Regions from separate parts of the Mus musculus genome. Here all the other regions are linked to region 5. The links are chromatin contacts, called in public HiCAR-type and promoter capture Hi-C maps. All regions are on one chromosome and are shown on one strand. The core of a region is the stretch at or near the end of the contact, and the rest is flanking DNA. Distances in the headings are between cores, read along the strand shown.

Evidence for each region. Promoter capture Hi-C pulls out the DNA fragments that hold promoters and counts their contacts. HiCAR-type assays count read pairs that join an accessible place to other places. Capture Hi-C pulls out chosen DNA fragments and counts their contacts.
Region 1: a HiCAR-type map of astrocytes shows a contact between it and region 5, with 6 times the contacts expected there. The contact joins the promoter of Elavl2 here to the promoter of Tusc1 in region 5. A contact is called at or near these places in 2 of 39 promoter capture datasets (cranial neural crest and hippocampal neurons) and 4 of 115 datasets of contacts at active chromatin or transcription factors (astrocytes, embryonic forebrain, embryonic hindbrain and 1 more).
Region 2: a HiCAR-type map of astrocytes shows a contact between it and region 5, with 6 times the contacts expected there. The contact joins the enhancer-like site here to the promoter of Tusc1 in region 5. A contact is called at or near these places in 8 of 39 promoter capture datasets (the 3T3-L1 cell line, the C10 cell line, cranial neural crest and 4 more), 1 of 15 datasets of contacts at CTCF or cohesin (the NIH/3T3 cell line), 1 of 484 Hi-C or Micro-C datasets (Th1 cells) and 2 of 115 datasets of contacts at active chromatin or transcription factors (astrocytes and large pre-B cells).
Region 3: a promoter capture Hi-C map of pre-B cells shows a contact between it and region 5. The contact joins the promoter of Mysm1 here to the promoter of Tusc1 in region 5. A contact is called at or near these places in 1 of 39 promoter capture datasets (pre-B cells), 1 of 115 datasets of contacts at active chromatin or transcription factors (astrocytes) and 1 of 9 other capture datasets (adipose tissue).
Region 4: a contact with region 5 is called in a HiCAR-type map of astrocytes, with 5 times the contacts expected there. The contact joins the promoter of Caap1 here to the promoter of Tusc1 in region 5. A contact is called at or near these places in 6 of 39 promoter capture datasets (the 3T3-L1 cell line, the HPC-7 cell line, hippocampal neurons and 2 more), 1 of 484 Hi-C or Micro-C datasets (bone marrow-derived macrophages), 2 of 115 datasets of contacts at active chromatin or transcription factors (astrocytes and cardiomyocytes) and 1 of 9 other capture datasets (adipose tissue).
Region 6: a contact with region 5 is called in a promoter capture Hi-C map of liver, with 2.6 times the contacts expected there. The contact joins the promoter of Plaa here to the promoter of Tusc1 in region 5. A contact is called at or near these places in 5 of 39 promoter capture datasets (cranial neural crest, hippocampal neurons, liver and 2 more), 1 of 115 datasets of contacts at active chromatin or transcription factors (astrocytes) and 1 of 9 other capture datasets (liver).

What each region holds. Positions count from the first base shown.
Region 1 is chr4:91,375,222-91,377,921 of GRCm38.p6, reverse strand. Elavl2 (ELAV like RNA binding protein 1) reads left to right here and starts at 1,426. Exons shown (of 8, transcript NM_001347149.2): 1 at 1,426-1,986.
Region 2 is chr4:94,514,165-94,516,864 of GRCm38.p6, reverse strand. All of the region lies in intron 5 of Caap1 (caspase activity and apoptosis inhibitor 1), which reads left to right. Among named protein-coding and RNA genes, the nearest start is that of Caap1, 41 kb to the left of the region's middle. Within about 2 kb of position 1,369, at least 11 of the 459 cell types and tissues checked have an H3K27ac peak or open chromatin away from gene starts, as enhancers often do.
Region 3 is chr4:94,977,761-94,980,460 of GRCm38.p6, reverse strand. Mysm1 (myb-like, SWIRM and MPN domains 1) reads left to right here and starts at 1,361. Exons shown (of 20, transcript NM_177239.3): 1 at 1,361-1,457. The coding sequence starts at 1,396. It overlaps Gm12694 (a long non-coding RNA gene), which reads right to left and starts at 1,340. Exons shown (of 3, transcript XR_867913.3): 1 at 685-1,340.
Region 4 is chr4:94,555,520-94,558,219 of GRCm38.p6, reverse strand. It overlaps Caap1 (caspase activity and apoptosis inhibitor 1), which reads left to right and starts at 1,424. Exons shown (of 6, transcript NM_026368.2): 1 at 1,424-1,758. The coding sequence starts at 1,516.
Region 5 is chr4:93,334,181-93,336,880 of GRCm38.p6, reverse strand. Tusc1 (tumor suppressor candidate 1) reads left to right here and starts at 1,370. Exons shown (of 1, transcript NM_026954.1): 1 at 1,370-2,700. The coding sequence starts at 1,461. The coding sequence ends at 2,078.
Region 6 is chr4:94,601,857-94,604,556 of GRCm38.p6, reverse strand. Plaa (phospholipase A2, activating protein) reads left to right here and starts at 1,310. Exons shown (of 14, transcript NM_172695.2): 1 at 1,310-1,680. The coding sequence starts at 1,532. It also overlaps a transcript of Ift74 not described here.

The DNA of each region.
Region 1 (2,700 bases), core at 177-2,676, 2.0 Mb after region 5:
CAGGTTAAACGGGGGATAAACAGGTCCCCAGTTCTTTACATTAATCATTTATCAAACTCAAGGACGCGCTCAAGGAACACCAATTTCCTTTCCACTTCTAAGTCACTTGCTCTCAGACCATCTTTCTCTTTCCCTCTGACATTCCATCTTCCTGCAATGTTTAATTTCTACCGTTGCCTTTGCTCTCTTACATTATCAAGGACAGTGACTAGTAGCAAATAAACATAGTAGTAAAATAATTTTTGAGAGAAGAGAGATTATGTAAGAAATATATGTACTGTTTAGGAAGTTGAGGCTATCTGTCAAAACTGAAAAATTCCTTGGGAATGAACTAAGTTAGGTGGATATTGTTTCTCATTGTAAATACATCTAGGTAAATTTAGTAATCTCACTTTCACTTAACGGAAGAAATAAGTATGAATAAACCTGCACTTCAGCCTCTTGAATATTACTCAAACATGAGGTTGGAATAAAGAAATCTTCATCTATAAAGCAAAGACATAGACAGCACTTGGTCTACTGATCAAACTTTTGAATTCTCAAAAGAACCTGGTAAAGGCTGAACTATCTTTACTGTCAGCAATCCTTGTGAGGTTCAAGATCTGTATTGCCAGCAAATGCAAAGGAGTGGCTTGTTTTAATTTTATATGTAGCTGCTCTTTTTACCTCCAACTGAAGGACCTTATTTCAATTCATTACCTGTTTTTTTGTTTTTGTTAAGTACGATGTTTTTGCTACCCCCTTTTAACCCTGACATACATTGAAAGCTAGTTCAAACTGTACAGATTCAGTTGAAACCATTTCTATTTCATTCTTATTCTAAAAGGAGAGAGAGAGAGAGAGAGAGAGAGAGAGAGAGAGAAAGAGAGAGAAAGAGGTGGACATATTAAAATAGAGAAACATACACACAGTTACCCAATATCTAATACAGATGTAAAGATTACTGGAACACAAACCAAAAAAGGCATGCGGACAAGTAATGGGTGTACGTTCAAATCCCTCTCAAATCAAAGAGAGGCGCTCTCGATGACTCATACATACCGGACAGTTTACTATTACAAAGAAACATGCCAAAGATGCAGCCGTGAGGGCAAATAAAACGAATCTTTTGGAAGCAGAAAGACTTAAGAGGAAAATAGATGGTGCAATATCGCAAACTCTCATAGTACAGTTCCCTCCCACGTTGCTCTCTCTCTCTCTCTCCCATCTCTTTTTGCTTCTTGCATTTCCCTTCGCCGCCAGTGTTAAGTGTGTACCTCCCGGCACAACTTACCTTGAAACGGGACTCCATTGAGCTCTCAAGAGTGACATAAGTCCCTAGCCAATCACCTAGCAGAGCTTCGCCTGGGCGGCCTCAATAGAAGCGTCTCGCCCAATCAGAAACCTGGGGCGATGAGCATGTTGCGTTGTGGCGCAACTCGGCGTATACTTCCGCGCGTGCTGCCCGGGATAGGACTCTGGCAGAGCAGCTGCACACACGGCAGTGCGGAGGCAGAGAAGGGGTTGGTGATACGGTGCTATAAATCTGTGGTCCAGTCCACCTCCCTTTTAAGACGTCCTCCCCCCTTATTTCTGTTCTCACTTAGAGATGCAGCAGCTTACTCCTGTAGCGACCTACTAAAAAGCAACACGGAGAAAGACATCGTCTTTTTGAAAAAACGTTCTTTCGTCTCTTTTCTTTGTTCCTTGGTTTGTTTTTCTTGCACCTTTTTGTTTAGTTGAACGGCAATAGGAGTAGTCTCTCCGTCTTTTTAAACTCTCTTTTTTAAGTTTCCCCTCCCCTTTCATATTTTTTTTCATCATTTCTTTTAGCATTGGACTTTGGGGTCGAAAGCATTTCTTTTTATTTGCTTCTTTTAAGCCGAGCACAGTTTAGGTTTCGTGCTGTCTTAAGAGAACTATCCAGCAGCTTCTTGCTCATCCTTATTGGGAGAAGTGCACCGTTACTTTAAAAATACACATACACAAAAACCTTAAGGGAGAAAGGTAAGTTTCGGTTTGGTTTCTTTAATCATTAGTTGCAGCGATGCGCTGGCAAACCCAGAAAACCTGTAAGTGAGCGGAATACAGAATGTGAAGTTAATTGCACATGTTTGCCTCATTTCAAAGCGACTGCTTTGCTTTTTTTTATTTTTATTTTTATTTTTTTTATTCTTGAGAGCCAGACTAGAAGACAGTGGACGCATGCTTAACGTACTGAATATTCGAAAATGTCACTTGATAGAAACTTAAGTGGTAAATGTGGTCAAGATCCAGCAGGCTACAATGGGAGGCTACATGTTCAGTGAGCTTCGGGGTTGAGGTTGGAAGTTCATTTCGTGGGAAGAGAGGGATAACTTGAATGTTGGAGGGGAATGCATGCCTCTACTTTCGCAAAGGAATCGGAGGACTGGGGAAATCAGAAGCCCTGGACTTACTTGCAGATTAGACCAGTGGGGAAAATCCTCAGCTTAATTGCATTAACTAGATAGCGTGTGCCGGGGAGATGGGATTGCCAGATGGAATTTAGATGCTGCACCAGGCAGCGAGTTGTAGTTGCCTGGAAAAAGTACATACAGCCTAAGGGCTGGGGCTGGGCTGGGGCTGGGGTAAGGTTAGAAGCTGTCAAAACTCATCATTGCCAGAATTGAGGACTCTGATTCACGGATTCCAATGATTGTAATTCAGATTTTAAAGAAGACTGCCAATTTGGGGCCGAAT
Region 2 (2,700 bases), core at 120-2,619, 1.2 Mb before region 5:
TTCCTTTATAGACAGGCTAACAGGCTATAGACTGTCAAAGAACTGCAGGGACTAGAGAATGGAGAGATGCTAGCAGTGGTTCTCAACCTTCCTAATGCTGCAGCCCTCATGGTATGGTGATCCCCAGCCAGGAAATTATTTTATTGCTACTTGATAACTGTAATTTTATTACTGCTATGAGTTGTAATGTAAATATCTGAAGTGCAGGAATCCAACCCCAAAAGGGTCACAACGCACAGTTGAGGAGCAGATTCTCTAACAGCCAGACAAAGGGAAGGTGTCGGTGCAGCAGTTGGAGTCTTAGATTAACTTCTGTAGCTCTTCAGTGTAACGTCATGGATATATATCAGTGTGTTGATTGGACTCTTGAAAGTGACTGAGTAAACAGATCTCAAATATATTTATGGGGTGTGATATTGGTTAGTTTAATTTAATTATGCCATAATTCATAGGTACAGCAAATACGATGCTGTGTATCATGTCACCTTTATTTGCCAGTCATACCTTAAAACTGGAGGAAAATAATTGATAATGGCTTATTAATTTTGTATTTCTAACATTTTAAAGTTATATAAAATATTTTTTTATTTAGCAAGAGAATTAAGTGTGAATCTTGGTGAGGTCCTTTCAATTCTTAAGATTATGGTAGTTAGAAAAACCCAACTGATTCTTGTTATCATTGATCTAATGTAGTCCTGCATTGAGAGAAACTAAAATAGGTCAAGGGAGATTAGGATTAAAGATAATGAAGACCTGAATTGCCAGCTACAGTGGCATTCGAGAATCAGTTGAGACAGTGCATGTCTGTAATCCCAATACCAGGCTGAGGCTGGAGGAGAATAAATTCCAGTCCAACCTGGGCTAACTAGTTTGACCCTATCTCAGATGCTACCAGAGGGATTTATTACTAAGACAGGAAGAGAAGAAGGGTCATCAGCTAATGAAGTAGCATTTGTTGCCTGTAAGTTTGAAATATCTTCTTTGTATATACTGCCACAGAAATCTCTGAATGGACAAATGAACGCCTTAATTCTGCCTACATATGTTTGTGGTGTGAGTGTTAGAGAGCCCAGGAGACCAAGAAGGAAGTTGTACAAAGAAGTCTGGAGTTGGGAGCACGAGAGAGAGAGAGAGAGAGAGAGAGAGAGAGAGAGAATATGAGTAAAAACCTGCTCTAATTCCTTTTCTTCAGAGCTCTTGTTTTACCCAACTCTTGTTCTTACCCCGATTTAACAAGAGAGCAGTCATGCAGATTCTGAATGTGAATCAATGTCTTTAAAGGTTTGGCCAAGTGAGAAGAGATTGTTGTGTAGGCCAGCCTGTTGTGTAAGACCTGTATTGGCAAGATCTTACTTCTTCTCACCACTAGAAAACGAAAGAAAGAAACCCTTCTCATGCCTTTGAGGGTTGTTTTTTTTTTTTTCTTAATGCATCATCACCAGAACTAAACAGAATTTTCCTACATTAAAAATATTACAATTGTTATTATATTTCTGAGATTTTTGTCTTGGCTCAACCTGGAACTCTCTGTATTCATACAGAGACCAGGCATATATTCATATAGATCTAACTTCTTAAGCTTCCCAGATGTTACGATTACCAGCTTATGCCACCATGCTCAGGATCCCTGAAGTTACTGTTTATTTAATTTTTTTTGTATAGTATATGTGCATTTCTGTATACACAGTGCATGTATGCATGCATATGTGAGTGGTCACATGTGTATACCAGTGTTTGCATGTGTGTGTGTGTGTGTGTGTGTGTGTGTGTGTGTGTGTGCACCCGTGTATGCAAGTATGGAGGCCCAGAGTTGATGTCTTGTTTAATCCTCTCACTTTCCACCTTTAGTTACTGAGGTAAGGTCTTCCAGTTGAACCTGGAGTTAGCTCACTGATTGACTAGACGAGCCAGCCAGCTTGTTCTGGAGATTGCCTCTCTCTGTTGCCTGTGTGGTTGCCAGAGTGGCTCCAGGTTAGCCTTGCTTTTACATAGTTTCTGATGATCCAGACTTTGGTCTTTATACTTATTTGGTAAGCATTGTCTTCCTGGCCCCACCTCCCACTTTGTAATTCATCTCCTTCTTTGCTTAAGAGTTGAATGAAATGATGGAAAGTACAGTTTGTATAGTTTATTAGTTTTTTTTAATCATTTGAAGTATAAGAATTTTCTACATTATAAAAAAGGTAAATTGTCAAGAATTTTGGAAGCATAATGCCATATGTTTTTAATTATAGGAAGCAGAGTTATGGTATGTAGCCCAGGCTGGCCTTGACTTTAGTTCTCCTTTTAGCCTCTGAATACTGGGATGACAGGCTTAGGCCACCAAGTCTGATGTAGTGGTTTGAATGTTTGGCCCAAGGAGTGGCAATATTTGGAGGTGTGTAACCTTGGAGTAGGTGTGTAACTGTGGGCGTGGGCTTTAAGACCCTCTTTTTAGCTGCCTGGAAGTGACTCTTTTCTTGTTTGGGTGAAGATGTAGAACTCTCAGCACCTGTTATATCATGCTTGCCTGGACACTGCCATGCACCTGCCTTGATGATAATGGACCGAACCTCTAAACCTGTAAACTAGCCCCAATTAAATGTTGTTTTCATAAGAGTTGCCTTGGTCATGATGTCTGTTAACAGCAGTAAAACCCAAACTAAGACAGAAGTTGGTACCAGGAACTGGGATATTGCTGATATAGGCCTGACCATGCTT
Region 3 (2,700 bases), core at 112-2,611, 1.6 Mb before region 5:
GCTACTGATCGACCAAGGCCGGAGAACATAGAACAGAGTCCGGAGAGTGACTTTTTAGGGGAATTACATAGCATATTTAAAGGATGAAACCATAAAGTAAGGGAGGGCAAGCAGGGTAGGCTGTAGCTTCGGCCAATCATATTTTGACCATAAAGGGTTGAGCATGCGAATTTCCACCAATCAGAATAGGAGCTGGTTCCTGGGCCTGGGAACAAGAACTTAGTTTGACCCTACAGCAAGCTGGAGAGTGTCCTTGAGATGGCTGGACTCAAACTGCTGTCTCCTTACAACTTTCCCTGAGATGACTGGACGCAGACAATTGTCTCCTTCTAAGTTGTCTCTGAGATGGCTGGGCTCAAATAGCTGTCTCCTTACAACAGAAGCTCCCCCAGGGCCTGGGACCTTGAATTTAGTTTACCCCTATGATTAAATGAAGCCTGAAAACGACATGGTAGTACTTAAAAAAAAAAAAAAGAACAAGTTTATTTTGCGGGGCGTGGTGGCGCATGCCTTTAATCCCAGCACTTGGGAGGCAGAGGCAGGTGGATTTCTGAGTTCAAGGCCAGCCTGGTCAACAGAGTGAGTTCCAGAACAGCCAGGGCTATACAGAGAAACCCTATTTCAAAAAATCAAAACAAAACAACAACAAATCAGGTTTATTTTGCTGGTTCCCAATACACTTACCTGTCCAACACAGCTTCTACTACGTGAGACACTGTGCTGAACGCAGGCAGTGTAAGGACTACCAGACAGGTTTTATCCTTAAAGAAGTCACAGTCTGATCGAGAAGACAATGAGTCATGGATTCTAACTGTATGAGAGACAGATTTGAGGGCAGAAAAATGCAGAAGCAAGACTCTGATTTCTTGGAAAACCGTTAAGTTCTTTGCTTCACAGATTCCCAGCAATGATTTGTATGTATATGGCAAACACTCAGGGCAGAGTTTAAAAGATCAATCTACCAAGCTCTCTGTTTGAACAATCACGTCAGTTTTCTGAGTCTATTTACTTATCCATAAAATAAAATCCGTGAAACCTGCATCCATTCCACTGGGTCATTCTAATAATTCACGGTGGCGGGCGGGGCGGGTAGGCGCGCGCGCGCGTGTGTGTGTGTGCGAAAATGAACCAGAGACAATGGATGCCACAAAGCAGGGTCTCTCGCCTGAATGGAAAAAGATCTGCTGTGAGTTAGCCCACGTAAGACGTGAGAGAAGTGAGATAACCCATGCGGTCCTTGGGGAAGCAGCTTTCACGCAGTCTCCTGGTCTTACTCGCCGGAGTTCCCCGGAAGTGCGCCACGCCAAGGCCCCGCCTCCGGCCCTGGGCCCGCCCCCGGTCCCGCCCCGCCGCATCTCGCGGGATCTCGCGAGTACGCCTGCGTCAGGTGCAGTCATGGAGGCGGAGGAGGCGGATGTGGATGTGGAAGGAGATGTTGCGGCGGCTGCACAGCCGGGGTGAGGCGCGGAGCGGGGTCCTGCGGGCCGGGCTGTGCTAGGCAAGGGTCGGAGGATGCGGTTGGCCGAGGGTCCGTGTGGACGGCGTCGGGACCCGGGGTGCTCCCAGCCGGAAGTCGGCCGGGTCCGGGAGTGGACCCGGTGCCCCAGGTTGCACTGTTTATCTCCACTTTCTGGGCTGCGATGGACAGTGTTTAATTCGGATTCCTACCTGCATTCGCGCTGTCTCAGGCGCCTCACAGCATCTTGAACACTGGCGTCTAATTTAGTCCTGCGCCCGCTAGCGACCTGGTCCAGTCGTTTGATTCCTCCTTCTCAGAGCAAGTTGTTGAAAACTTGGGGGAAAGGCAGCTTACCCTAAAGGATCCAGATTTTAGAGTTGGACAAGTCATGTTTGCCTTTTGCTTTTGCTCTTCCTGTTTACTGTCACTCTGACCGTGATCAAGGCATTTGAGGCATTTCCAAGCAAGGCTCCGCTTGCTTGGAAACCAAGAATCACTTGTCGATCTTACTGTTGTAAGCATCGAATGAAATAATTCTGAGAGATGTTTTAGCATATGGAGAATGCTCGGCAGATGTTTTCTTTGCTGTGTTAGGATAATGTAGTGAAGACCCAGTTAGGGGTGTCATGCCAGTGCCTGCAAGGACGGGCAGTGTGATTTTAAACTGAACCTGATTTGACACGTGCCTTTAGGAGGACGCGGTATCCCTCCTTTTAAGTAATGGGGGCCAGATAGGACCTCCTGTAGAAGCCAGGTACATTACTTGTAACTTGTCAGCGACTTCGTTAGAATTCTGCTGAAGTACATACTATTACTAGTACTGCTCCATTTTCAGCCCATATAGTTCATTTGACAGGAGGGCTGCTCCACTGTAGACTGCCAGTCCTCCTCTATAAGGCACCAGAATAAGAAGCATTTTAAAATAGCCAGTGAGTTCTTAAAATGTGATGAAAATGAGGGGTAGTTAACTTCACATAAATATTTTCTCAAAAGTTCAAAAGTTACGTGGATAGCCTGAGATAGCAATAACTCTACACCAGTGTGATATATCAGACTTGAGCAAGTGCTTGTGATGTTTGAGAATCGGTGACCTCAGTGGGCGAGGGCAGTTTGGAGTTCATAAAGGAATTCACCTGGTGTTCAGTGACCGTCACCTGAAAGCATTGGCTCTGTGCCTCTCTCAAGGGTTCGTTTTAACTTTCCTGGTTGTGTTTAGTTTTTCATCCCTTTTTCTTGTACCA
Region 4 (2,700 bases), core at 175-2,674, 1.2 Mb before region 5:
TCAAGCCTAGGACTGGAGAGATGGCTCAGCAGTTCAGAGCAATTATTGCTTTTCCAGAGTTCCTGGGTTCCGTTCCCAGCATCCATATGGTGGTTTACAACCATCAGTAATTTTTTTTCCAGGGATTCAATGCCTTCTCTTGGTCTCTGAGGGCACCAGGCAGTGGTGTGGTACACATGTCTATATGTAAGTCAAAACATTCATGTACACAAAATAAATACATCAATCTAAAAACAAATGAACAAACCAACCAAACCCTAAAAGAAACAGTTCAAGGCCATCCTTAGCTGTACGTGTGGCAGGCCAGTCTAGACTCGGAGAGAACCTGCCTCAAAACAACTGTGAATAAAAACTCCTGAAAAGCTGCGTCCGGCTGTGAACAACAATAAGCCTGGAAAAAAAAAAACAAAAACAAAAAACAAACAAACAAACAAAAAAACAAACCTGGAATGAGTCTGTGTCTACAGAGACTGATGGATGAATTAGAATTTCAGTACTGTGAAGAGGTTGGAATTTTGTAAGTTCACAGGCTAATTACTTCATCGTGGGCTATTTTAGCCTCCAGGAACAGCCAGCCATTCCTTGCCCCACTGTGTATCTATCTGTGACTAAACTGATTCGACCGCTCCATGGTATAGGTAAAAAGGTTTTTATTGTAGAGAGAACAGCCAGAGGCATCTGTAAGAGTTCACAGGGAAGAAAGAAGGCTGAACATGGCCAGGGCTATCTGTTTCTTGCTTTCTTTTTTCTTTTGTTTTTGTTTTTGTAGACAGGGTTTCTCTGTGTAGCCTTGGCTGTCCTGGAACTCACTTTGTAAACCAAGCTGGCCTTGAACTCAGAAATCCGCCTGCTTCTGCCTACCAAGTCCTGGGATTAAAGGCGTGCGCTACCACCGCCGGGCTACTAAACTCACATTGTTGAACACTGAAATACTATAGGAACTTGTCTTCCTTCTGACATCCTTTCCATTCCTTTAAAAGTAACATGAAATCATGCTACGAAATTAGTTTTAATGATACAAAATACGGAAGCATAAGACTGTTATTTTTGCACAAGTCCTTAAAGTGTACAAAAAAAAAAAAAAAAAAAAAAAAACCCTGCTCAAATGAGGTCGTAGTGAGATGAAGCAATTTTTTTTATTCTGAAATTCTTTTTATTGTTATATCGTTGAATCAAACGAGGGAATCGAAGGTAGAAGAAATTGGAGACTCAGCAACTTTAATTTTACCTTCCAACGTACTTGTAAGCTGAGAAACACTGAAAGGAATTAAATCTTCCCAGAGGTTGGGAAAAAGCAAACAGATCCGTTGGACCACACGTCACCTTTTAAACTCCAGACAACCTCAGCAGCTGGCACAGCGCATCCGAGCCCCGCCTCCAGAAGCTACGCGTAGTAAAACGCGCCGGGACCGGAAGTGACGCCAAGTCTGCGACAGCAGCGCCGGCCGCTACGGAAGCGGGGTTCTGTTGCTGCAGAGACGGTCGGCTGTCGCCGATGGTTGCAGCGCGAGGACCATGACGGGGAAGAAGTCTTCCCGAGAAAAGCGGCGCAAGCGGAGCGGGCAGGAGGCAGCCGCGTCGCTCGCAGCCCCGGACCTGGTGCCCGTGCTGAGCGGGAGCGCGGGTGGGTGCGGGAGCGGCGGCTGCTGCGGGGTCGCCGGCGGCGGGACGAGTGTGGCGGGCGGCGCGGAACGAAGCGAGCGCCGAAAGCGGAGGAGCACCGATTCGTCCTCCAGCGTCTCGGGCTCCCTGCAGCAGGTGCGTGCCTCGCCTCGCGCCGTCTCCCGGAGCTGCGGCCCCTCAGAAGAGCCGGGCTGCAGAGCCGCGCGGGCGCGGGCAGAAGCTCATTGTTAGTGCCGGGGTCCCTTGGGCCGCCGGTTCCGTTCTGAGTCCGTTTGAACTCTTCCCCATGTATTAAACTTTTAAGTTTCTGGATTTACTGATCAGTACTCCTTCCCCATTAAACTTTCGCGGTTTCTTTTACTTGTGGTTTCCCCGATCTCCGTAGAGGATCTGTGGGTCGGGAAGTAGTTACAAATGCCGGTGTAAGCACTGACCACCACTATTTAATAGATTCTGATTATTTTCACATTACACACACATTAAAAAAAAACCCACAACAACAAACACCTGAGACCCAAGTTCAGGAATTTCACCCACAGTCACAGTCGCAAGAATTTCGTAGTTCCTACATTTGAATTCAACAGCTGGGACCAAAATGTGTTTCTTATGCATCATCAACCTGCCGCGATACCACTATTTAAAACAGTAGTTTGTAACTTACTGTAAAACAAATGACTGTGTTCTTAAAATTCATCGGACACAGAATCAAGGCAGGAGTTCAACGCCCTTCGTAGTGCCTCTTGATATGCATACCTTCTGTGGATGAGTAGCCACTCTTCATTGTTTACTTTTACGAATGTAATTGGGTATATTCTCGCATTGAATGGGTCTCCTTCCATACATGGTGTGTTTTAGGTTTCCCAGTATACTCGTATCTCTATTGTAGAATATTTAGGTTTTCAGTTTTATTGATTTTTATATACAATACCAAATGGAACAAACTTGTCATAGATCTTGTGCAAGAGTTACGTAGACTTGGACTTACAGAAATGAAATTGCAGTGTCAAAAGTATATACGTTTAAAAAGGTGATGAATTCCACTTGCTCTGCATATCGGCACCATATGCTGTATTGACC
Region 5 (2,700 bases), core at 121-2,620:
GTACTCTCTTTGTAGACCAGGCTGGCCTCTAACTGGAAATCTGCCTGCCTCTGCCTCCCAAGTGCTGGGATTAAAGGCGTGCATCACCACCGCAAATACTAGTTTTATAAATGACATAAAAGGAAGAACGCTAATAAAAATGGGCTGGTACCTAATTTATAGCATGTAGACAGTGATACATTCTTGTTATAATTTTATCATGATGTATGCAGGTATTCAGACTCTTAAAAGAGTTGCCATGTCTAAATCCCAGAGCAAATCATCTTTCCTAGCAAACTACCATTCCATCCTTCTACAATGTCTGGATATGCTAACAACATATTCTTGGTTCTGTAGTCTATAGAGAAGTCAGGTTCTGTCTCCAATGTTTACAGCCTAAAATTTACATTTTAATGTAAATTAAGAATGACAACCTTTTCTTAAACTAAACTCACTTAAATTCTGAAATATCTTTGTTACTGATTTAATGAAATGACTGTTTAGAACTGAATTTGTGGTATTTTAGTATTTTAGCTGGAAAAATTAAAGAACAATAACTGAGTGTTGGTTTTTCTAATTAATTTGAACCACAGTACTCCTAGGCACTACCTGTCCATTTCCTTGGTGTGGTAGTTTTGTAGATCACGTGGTACCTAAAAATTAAACAGAACCTTGTCTGAAACACAGATTCTAACTAACATGTATTTTCTTTGCCATCATTCGGGGCCTATGTAGGTTGAGATCCTTAGGAAAAAATAGCAATGTGCTTCACATAAACGTATGTATCCAACCGTCTCCAGATTGTTTGGAAACATCTGAATATTCTGTATCTCAAATAAATAAAACTATAGTTTATAAATTTTAAGAACTGCCCTGAGATGTGACCCAGTAAAGTTTCAACACATAAATTCTCCAGTATTTGGAGTGCTACCTGTTGGAGTCAGAGAGCCTCATGGCAGGTGCAGCCCAATAAAGTTTTGTGTTTCTTAAACATGGGCGTGGTTTCAAATAGGTTTCAAACGCTATAAACGCAATGAGCTCTCCAGCAGTCTCAAAACTCATTTTGTTTCTAGACTGCCATGTAAGTCGCAAAGTATGCACTGGAGGCTGTGCTGGGGAGCAGGGCAAGGCGGGAGTGTTCCCGCAGTGCCCAGGCCCGCGGGGAAGCGGTGGGCACCCGGCACCCAGCAGAGGACAAGGCTTTCCGGGCACGGACACAGGGCTGAGCAGCAGAGCGCTCCCCAGGGGCGTCGTGTGTGAGGCGACCAGCGACCGCAGGCCCAGGGGGCCCGCTCAGCCGCGAGAGACAAGGACACGCCTCAGCTCGGGCCAACTCCCGGCCTCCTCTGGCCTGCCGCCAGCACCGCCTGCCACCTTTCTTCCTCCGCCCGCGACCGAGCGCCCAGCCAGGCCCCAAGTCCGCCCGCGCCCCGCGCGCGGCCCCTCGGGCCACGGACTGGCGGCGCGACCAGACCGGACCGATGTGGCGCATGCGTGGTGGCGCCACCCGGCGCGGGAGCTGCGGCGGGGAAGGCGGCGGGAGCCGCGGCGAGTCGGGCCGCCTGGGCCGGGCCCGTGAGGGCGGCGGTGGCGGTGGCGGCGTGGGCTGGCGAGGCCGCGCGGGCGGGGCCCGGCGACAGCTGGAGGAGCGCTTCGCCGACCTGGCGGCCAGCCACCTGGAGGCCCTGCGCGCGCGGGACGAGCGGGACCGGCAGAACGCGCGGCTGCGCGAGGAGAACGCCCGCCTGAGGCTGGAGAACCGTCGGCTCAGGCGCGAGAACCGCAGCCTCTTCCGCCAGGCTCTGCGGCTGCCGGGCGACAGCGGCGAGCGGGAGGCCGCCGTCGAGACCCTCGCCCCGGACGAGCCCGCCACCAACCGCAAGGCGAGAGGCCATGGCCGTGAGGAGGAGCCGGGCAGCCCCAGGGCGCTGCGGGCCCGGCTAGAGAAGCTGGAGGTCATGTACCGCCGAGCGCTCCTGCAGCTGCACCTAGAGCAGCAGGGCGCGCGCCCGCCGGGAGCCATCGAGGAGCCACCGCTCCAAGAAACTGCCACCGGCCTGTGCGCCCATGATCCGGACGTTCCGAGGCCCTGGCTGTAGTCCGAGGGCACGGAGGGAGGTGGGACCTGCGCGCGCCCCGCCTCCGTAGTACTCCGGGCTCCGCCCCTCTCAGCACGCGGAAGTTTGAAGTCCTGAGCTCCTGAACTCCAGCCCCACCCAAGGGCACTTCCAGGCGCCAAATCCGTTGGCCTGATGGAGAAAGAGAAGCAAGAGTTTCCCAGTTCCCACTTGTGCAAAGCAACTGCCAAGTACACTGCTGGTGTGTTGAGAGGGGTCCAACAACTCTAAGACCTGCTTTAAAGCAGCAAGAACTGGGTGCCTGGTCGCACCTCCTAAATTCTTGAAGTTTTCAAAGTGTTGTGAGGACCAGTTTTTTTGCCACCCCTCCCCCCCCCCCCATCTTTGATGCTTTGAAGGATGAATAGTGTATTTGATTGGTGATGCCTGTTCATTCTACTGTCCAAAAACTCTGCTCTTTTCTCTTATACAACCCACCTTTTAAGTGTGTTTTGTAAATTGCTGACTTGGATAGCCCATGAAGTACTACCTTTTTATAAAGAAAAAAATATTTATAATTGCCCGTCATTCCAATCCACATATGTTTAATATATTCTCGTGTGTTGGCCTCCAGAGATCTTTTTAGAGTATCTTCTGACAGGTG
Region 6 (2,700 bases), core at 61-2,560, 1.3 Mb before region 5:
TGGTATGTTCAGAGAAAGATGGCAAATTCAATATGGCTGAGGCAGACACACACCTAAGGGAAAAGACCTTAGCAAAATAAATTAGGGAAATGGGGAAGGCCTTATACAACAGTGTATTCTCAAGAACGAAAAGCTGTTGGGGCTGGAGAGATTACTCAGTGGTTAAGAGCACTGGCTGCTCTTCCAGAGGTCCTGAATTCAATTTCCAGAAACCACATGGTGGTTCACAACCATCTGGAATGGGCACCCGATGCCACTTTCTGGTGTGTCTGAAGGCAGCGACAGTATACCTACATTCATGAAATAAATCGACATAAAAAAATAAATAACGAAAAGCTATTGGGGTTACCGAACAAAGTGGAATAATACATTTCAGAGCTAAAGTCAAGAGAAACACACACACACACAGAGGAATAGTGATTTCAAGCCTAGAATGAAAGTTTTAAGAAGAGTGAAGAAAAACACACAAATTGGATTTGGCAACTTAACAAAGGTTTGTGGTGTGATGGATGCCGTGCTACAATACGGAAAGCTAACTTTACTACAATGTAGACTGACAATCTCAATGCAATGTAGTGAGACTCCTACCTACACCATCGGGGTTTGGCTAAAAATATATATTCTCACCTGTAATTTCAGAGTTCAGAGACTGGAGCAAGGAACCACGAGTTTTAGGCTAGCCCGAGCTACCGTAAGACCTTTTAAATAATTAAAGGCATTTTCTGCTTCACCTTAGACCTTCTGCGCCAAACCTCGGGCAAACAGTGGTCACGTTAGGGGAGAATGGGCACCCGATCATTCTGCAAAATCTGGTATTATAGGGGGTAGCTTGAGGTGAAGGCAAGTTCATTAAAAGTTCCCACTTTGGCTTCAGATTCAGTCATCTTAAATGAAAAAAAAAACAATTAACTGATGAAAATCTTGGGAGACTCTCCAGAATCAAGCAGAAAATGGGCAAACAAATCGTGGCGTAAGGCAAACAAGCAATTTTGCTCTACTACTCAGAGTAGTCAAACGAGCACCTAGATTTAAAACATCCGGATTCAGCGCGCCGGCGAGTCACTCGGGACGCTCGGCATTGTGGGATTTGTAGTTCCGATTTACCCTCCTCCAACTACTACAGATTTTCGGTTGTTCTCTGAAATGGACCGGGTTCCGACCGGACCCAGACCTCCGGCGCCTACGCAGAATTTCCTGATCTCACCGTCCCTTCTTCGGCCGGCGATCCAGGGCGCAGAAGGATAGAGGGCCCGGTCCGTGATGCTCAGCAGCCCGACGCACACACTCTGCGTCACCGCGGGCCGCGGCGGATGATGAATTCCGGCGTGTGTGTTAGGGTTGCTGTGTCACTCAGGCGGCTCGGCGCGCCCCTTCCCCCGCGGTCCTTCCGCACCGGCTGACTGGCTCTTCCGGTCTCCGGCGCCCCTCTCCTGCAGGCGGGTCTCGGGCCGCAGCCTGGCGCACGCCGGCTCGGGCCTGTGGACGAGTCTCGCGCTGTGCCCGGGGGCCGGGCTCCGGATCCACGCTGGCCATGGCGAGCGGCGCCTCCAGATACCGGCTGAGCTGCTCGCTCCCGGGCCACGAACTGGACGTGAGGGGCCTGGTGTGCTGCCTCTACCCGCCGGGAGCCTTTGTGTCTGTGTCCCGGGATCGGACCACCCGCCTCTGGGCTCCAGACAGGTGAGCGCTGCTAGTCCCGCCGCCCGCGGGTGGACCACAGGCTTGCAGACACGTGGGAGGAGTGACCCTCCTTCCCTGCCCTGAATCTCTCCCTCTTCCTGGTGTCCGCGCTGCTCCTGCCTCCCTGCCGAGTCCCGAGCTTTGGCTTTTCGGGCGCTGTCTGTGAAACCGACAAGATTTCGGGGGAATGAGTATGGATAGGATTGGAGGACCTGGCTGGCTGTCCTAACTTGACCACTAACGGGCGACTTGACCTTGGACGAGCATCTTAAAACACCTTAAGGGCCTTCAGCTTTGGCAGATAACCCCTTAGGTTTCTTTTAGTCTTTAGTATTTATTGCTGCTTGCGCCCTCCCAGTTTCGGCTCGATGAAAACTTCTGGCTTGCCCCTCGGGCTCCGATCTTAGGAGTTGCTCTGTAGTCATCCCTCAGATTTAAATTTTTGAAGACTATAATTCTCAGTAATTGCTTTACAGAGAATTACACATGGTGTCCTCTCTTGGTTGTCCAAGTTATAGTCTGTTTGGGGAGGAGAGGATGAACCTCCTCAAATGTTATCGTTGTGTAGGAATGTTCTGTTTTTTCGAGGAGGAAAAATTATCATTGCTTTGAAGTTCTGCCTTCAATTCCCCCCCACCCACCCACCCACCCACCCACACACACTCCACCACCACCAAAAATAAATAAATAAATAAAATAACCAAAAAGTTAAAATCCAGCCCAAATCAATATCAGAGGTTGCGTTTAAAGCCCTGATTAGTCGAAAATTTTATGACAGCAAACAGGCTAGTGATTTTGGGAAGGTAAATTGAATTTAGATGATGAGATACATATATATGTATTTCCTGGGGAGAAAGACATCACTGACAGGAGGACAGGTGCTCTCTGTTTACAGAACTTTATTATATTCTCTCGTGAGAATATAGAGTTAGACCGGAAAGATATTAGTAGGAACCTTTTTTTTTTCTTGGAGGTGTTTCTCCTGTGTGTGTGTTGAAGCGGATATCTCTTATTAGATTG